Linked DNA regions of Mus musculus: region 1 is linked to region 2. Evidence: chromatin contacts called from public promoter capture Hi-C data. All regions are on one chromosome and are shown on one strand. Each heading gives the region's core, a stretch centred on a gene start, on an enhancer-like site or on the middle of the called end of the contact. The rest is flanking DNA. Distances are from core to core; before and after follow the strand shown. Region 1 holds the start of Rpp21 (ribonuclease P 21 subunit). Region 2 holds the start of Zfp101 (zinc finger protein 101).

What was found. Promoter capture Hi-C pulls out the DNA fragments that hold promoters and counts their contacts.
Region 1: a contact with region 2 is called in a promoter capture Hi-C map of liver, with 2.9 times the contacts expected there. The contact joins the promoter of Rpp21 here to the promoter of Zfp101 in region 2. A contact is called at or near these places in 2 of 39 promoter capture datasets (hippocampal neurons and liver).

What each region holds. Positions count from the first base shown.
Region 1 is chr17:36,256,351-36,259,167 of GRCm38.p6, forward strand. It overlaps Rpp21 (ribonuclease P 21 subunit), which reads right to left and starts at 1,496. Exons shown (of 5, transcript NM_026308.2): 1 at 1,433-1,496; 2 at 1,256-1,356; 3 at 1,092-1,174. The coding sequence starts at 1,489. It overlaps Trim39 (tripartite motif-containing 39), which reads right to left. Exons shown (of 7, transcript NM_178281.1): 7 at 2,523-2,817.
Region 2 is chr17:33,393,228-33,396,007 of GRCm38.p6, forward strand. It overlaps Zfp101 (zinc finger protein 101), which reads right to left and starts at 1,410. Exons shown (of 4, transcript NM_009542.2): 1 at 1,261-1,410. The coding sequence starts at 1,281.

The sequences.
Region 1 (2,817 bases), core at 246-2,745, 2.9 Mb after region 2:
TTCTTATAGCACAGATTCTTTTTTAAAAATTCCTATTTTTATTTATACATTCATATTGTATATACACATATGTGTTACTGTTATATGCATGAGTACGTGTGTTTGTGTGTGTGTGTGTGTGTATGCACACAGGAACACTCATCTAGATATATATGTGGAGGACAGAAATCTAGTTTGGGTGTCTGTCTTCCTTTACCACATTCCACCATGTCTTTTTGGAACAGGGTCTCTCACTGAACCTGGGACTAGATGTTTTCAGCTAGACTGCCTGGCCAGAGAGTGCTCTGGAGGATCTGTACGTCTTCACCTGCTCCCCAAGGCTGGCTGGGCTTACAACCTGCTTGTACACAGGTGTTGGAGATCTGAAGTCAGGCCCTCACACTTAAGCTTATCGGGCACAGTAACCACGGAACCATCTCCCAAGCCCCTACAAAGCACACATTCTCTCGTGTGGGAATCCCAGCGTCTAGAGTGTTTGACTCTTGTTTATCATGTTATACCTACCTCCCTGCCACTGGTAGGACTCAGCACTCTACCCCTACCAACTGAAGCATTTAAAATTACGACTCCAGTAGCTGGGTGTGTTGTCTCATGCTTGTAATCCTAGCTAGGGATGTGGGGGCAGGAGACTGCAGGGAATTGGAGGCCAGTCTGGGCTACTGTGACACTTGTGCCAAAAAACAAAACAAAACAAAATCAAAACCAAAAGCAAAGAGACAGTATGTGTTTTTGTGTGAGACAGGGTTTCTTTATGCAGACCTGGCCAGTCCGGATTATGTAGATCAGGATAGGCTTAAACTCATGAAATCCACCTGCTTCTACCTCCCAAGTGCTGGGATAAAAGGCGTGAACCTCCACAACCCACTCAGCTAGTAAGTAGTGCTTAATGCACCCTAGGAATGAAATAATAACGAAATCGCTTTGTTTTTTTTGTTTTTGTTTTTTTTTTAAACTAAGGAGTGTCATGTAGTCCAAGATAGTTTTAGGGACTAAGTCAGCTGCAGAAAGTCTCCATCTCTAGGTGGAGCTGCTGAGCCCTGCCCTGTCCTCTAGTGTCCCCACCTCACAAATGTCTCTGGGGCAGCACTCACGTCTCTGGCGCTGCGTGCAGGTGAGGCCCGGAATGAGGAGAGAGGAGCAGCTGCGACAGAGCGTCCTCTTCACAGAGGGGTCCCTGGGTGAGGAAGAGAGGAGGTCGCTGTCTGCCTGCCTGCCAGCCCGCGCCCCGGGTCCTGCCCGCCACCCTGTGCCTTACTGCCGGAGGACCAGCCGCTTCGCGATGGTTTTCTCTGTGTGGCAGTAAAACCTAGCCAGCGCCTGGTTCTCGGGGTTCTGAGAGAGGACGCAGTGTGCAGCCTGGGAACAAGGACGGCCATCCAGGTTACTCTGCGGCCGCAACACCGGGCTGCCACCCACCCCGAGCGCGTCTCACCTGGTACAGGAAGCTGAGTCTCTGGAAGGCTTCCCGGTCCTTCACTGGGCCCGCCATGAGTGTCTGCCCCTCCTTGCGGATGTCCCGCCCCAGACGTGCGCAGTGCGCAACGTCTGCTGGGAACTGTAGTGCGGGAGGGGGGGGGGCCCTCAGCCCCGCACCAGCTTCTGTCAGAAACCAGAGGACCCCACAGGTCTTCTGTGTGCAGGCAGCCCTAGTTTGGTATCCCTCACGTATTAGGTAGACGTGGAACAGGTAAAGGATCTTAAAGTACATAAACATAACAGGACCGAAGTCCTGTCTTTTATGGTTGGAAAGAGGGTTGTTTGCGGTGGACATTGGGTTAGATTTTGTCTTACTCTTCTGAAGCCGAGGGTAGATGCTTGGGACTTCTATGAACGGATGTAACATAACAAAACAGTCAATGCCCAGAATAACTGGTGTTATATTCTGGCTATCTCACCACTGGAGAGGTTGAGGTAGGACTACCATAAATTACAGGATATGAATTATGGGCTACATTGCCAGACCCTGTCTCAAAAATAAAAAGCATTAGTGCCCATGGACCTGAAAGTGTGAAAGATCAGATCACAAGGGAGGAAATAAGTTAACAGGACAAAACATCCCTAAGCAAAGAGCTTCTTGCCTTTCTCCCACTTCTTATTAAAGGCACTTGCTGTTCCAAGGGCTAGTAGCTACATGAACAGCACAAATAACCAGACAACAGCATGGCCGGTCTCCTCGGCTATTTATTAGTATCTACTTCACCCTCCTTCCTCTGACCTTTTCTCATTTATTCAACCTGGCTTGGTGTTTACTTCTGATTCCCAGTTACTGGCTAAGGTCAGAAGCAGAGGGATCCAGGCCCCTGCAGGATCTGTGGGGAACCAGACTGCTGGCTCAGAGTTAGGCAATTCGTTGAAACTTACCCTGGGTGTTTTGTATGGGCCTTCAGAGACAAATGAGGGGAGTGTATTAAAATGTGGATTCCTAAGCTTACCCAAACCTCCATTAAGGACAGAAGGTGAGACTCAAGAACATACAGTTTCCACACCCATCCACTGACAAATTACCACGCAACTCAAGAGATCACATTAGTGGATCCTTTGTTCCATATTTTCACCAACCAATTATCTTGCCACAAAGAACCACAGTCAAGGCACAAAGGTAAGAGTAGAGTGGACAAAGTCCTGTTGAGGTGGTAGGAGGAACTGAATGCCCTCACTGCAGTTTCTTGTCTCAGTCTTGTGTGAAGATTACCCAGGCAGCAGATAATCCAGGTTGTTTGGTTTGGCATGCATCTGGTACCTTTTGTGACAAAATATGTACCCTATGGGTTGTTTATTTTGGCCTAAAATTAAAATAATTTACATTCTCTGAAAAGG
Region 2 (2,780 bases), core at 160-2,659:
GTGTGCTGGCTCATGCCTTGAAATCCTAAAACCTGAAGGCAGGAGGATCCCAAGTTCAAGGTCATCTACATATGGAGTTTCATGATAGCCAGGGATCTATGAAACCCGGTTTTAAAATAAAAGTAAAAGTAAAAATAAATGAAGCCGAAGAAATGAGTCAACAGGCAAAAGCAGTCGTCAAGCATGCGTTGTGACCTGTGTTTGATCCCTGAACCCAGGGAATGGACAGGAGAACCAACTCCAACCCCACAAGGGAGTCCTTTGACCTGCACAGTATATACTATGGCACGGGAGCCCAAAGATTGGCTCACCACACATGAACAACACTAATAAAATTTGAAATGTTTTGTGCACTCAAACCAACTCTCAAAAAAATACCTCATCCAGAAGATAGAAGACACGTATGTTTTTCTCCCAGATGGCCCCTGTCCACACTTTCCCTAGTCGCAAATTACACTGTCTAGAAAAACGATTTACATAAGGGCAAAGGAAACAACCGAAGATGTTAATATTTTTCTAGAGGACTGTAATCTTGGTAAATACTAATTAAGGAGCCCACCTTGTAGGGCATGATGGTGCTCGCATCTAAACTGCAGTTCTCAGGAAGCAGAAGCAGGCAGATCTCTTGAGTTCAAGGTAGGCCTGGTCTACGTAATGAGTTCCAAGAAAGGAAAGAAGACAAACAAACACACATTACAGGCAGAGGCAGGAGAATCTCTGAGTTCGAAGCCAGCCTGGTCTACCAAGTGAGTTCCAGGGTAGCCAGGGCTACTGAGAAACCCTGTCTGAAAAACAAAGAAATCAACCAATCAAAAACTCACCAGCACCACTGCCACCAAAAGCACATTACATATTCCTTCTCTTTGGAGAAGCAGCCTAGAGCAAAACTAATACAAAATCAAGGAGACCTCAGAAAACAATAAAGCAGGCCAAACGCAAGTGCAAGGTCAGACCAGCAGTAACGCTCAACACCCACGTCCTTTCACTACACTGACCAGACCGCATCACCAACCCGTGAGCGCTGCAAAGTCTGCAGGGTGCAGGACCACCGAGCTCATTCCCCATGATAGCCAAGGGACTGGGATAAAGCAGTTTTACAGCGACAGGGCAGGAGGAGCCTCCGACTCCTGGCTCCGCCGGTGCCAAGCTCCACCTCGAACTGCAGCACAGCGCCAGAGGAACGTCGGGTCGGCGGTGCCAAGCTGCGCCAGGCTACGTCAAAGCCGCGGCCCACGACTCCGGGAGCAACCGTGTACTCACCATTTCCAGCTTCGGACGCATGCGGGGGTCCTTCGGAAGAGCCTGCCGACAAAATAGGTGGCACTGACTGAAACCAGCTGTCACAACACCTCACAAAAGCTACACGGGATTCAAAAATGGAGCCAGGGGCAGAAACTTCAGAACATCCGTGTTCCTCATTTGACAGTTCCAGCAAGGAAGTAACAGCGGCTCTGATTGGCGAAAGATGCTGGACCCGCCTTCTTATTCGTGAGTAGCAGGATCAACAACCTCTCCCATACTTGACGCAAATGGGGAAAAAAAAAAAAAAAAAAAAGATAGAGCAACACCCAATCTTAACCCAGACGTTCCGTTTGGAGTAAATATGTGGGATCCTTGCATTTAAGCACGACGCCTTCTGGGATTTTAGTGCACGCACTCGCTTTGTCGTGTACTCAGTGGGCTTCTACTGTTTCACATAAAATAGCGCTACAGATTGGCTCTGGACATCCCAGACTCAGTGTAGGGAAAGGAAAACCCATGACCCCAAACAGAGAAGGTTACCCGGTCAGGAGAGGACAGTGCCAATAATGAGTGCCAACTTAAGAATCTGAGATGAGGCAAATGGACTTTTGCACCTATATTTTTTGAAAGTTAAGATTTAAAATGTTGATTGAGCCCCAGGTTTGAAAGAAACCTGTACAAATATGTTAAAGCTTTGTCTGAAGAAATAATATTTTAAAACACGTTTGATAAAGACATATGCTTTTGCAAATGTCTCTTCTTACAGGCTTTACTTGGACTACTTCTGGGTATTGAACATTATTACTATAAACCAAGCCAAGAGCAGAAAGCAACATATATGAATTAATAATGTAAATAGAAAAAAACTTGTAAGCAAAGAAGAGGCTTTCGCTCCGGTACTGGTTGGCCTTTTGTCGACTTGATGTTAGTGGGGGTCATCTGAGAGAAGGGAACTCAACTTAGAAATGCCTCCATTAGATTGGCTATAGGCAAGACTGTAGAATATTTTTGGATTAAAGAATGATGTGTGTGTGTGGGGGGGGGGGGGTTTCCAATCTACTGTATTAATGCATACTTAGGTAGATAGGCCTAGGCTGTATAAAAAGGGAGAGTGAACATGCAGTATTTCCCCATGACCTCTACTTCAGTTCCCACCTCCAAATTTCTTCTTGAGTCCTGTGATGATTATTTTTCTGGTTGTCAACTTGACTCTGTTAGTCATGAAATCAAATCTGGGAATGGAGGACATACCTGTGAGAACTTTTTGCTTGCTTTGGAGTCGGTGATTCTGCTTCAGGTCTGGACCTTTGAGGTAGGGAGTCCCAGGCCTTTGAACCAAACCTTGAATCAGCTCTAATCTAGGCTACAGGCTTTGCTAGAGCTGGACGAGGAAGCTTCTGCTCCTGCCTGCTTGCCCTAGCCTTGCTAGCATGTCCATTCCTTCACTGGCATCAGAACCTTACTTTTTAGGGATTCCAGCATAAGCTGAAGACCAGCTGAGACATTTAGCCTCGTGGTCTGAGAAACTACAGGATTCT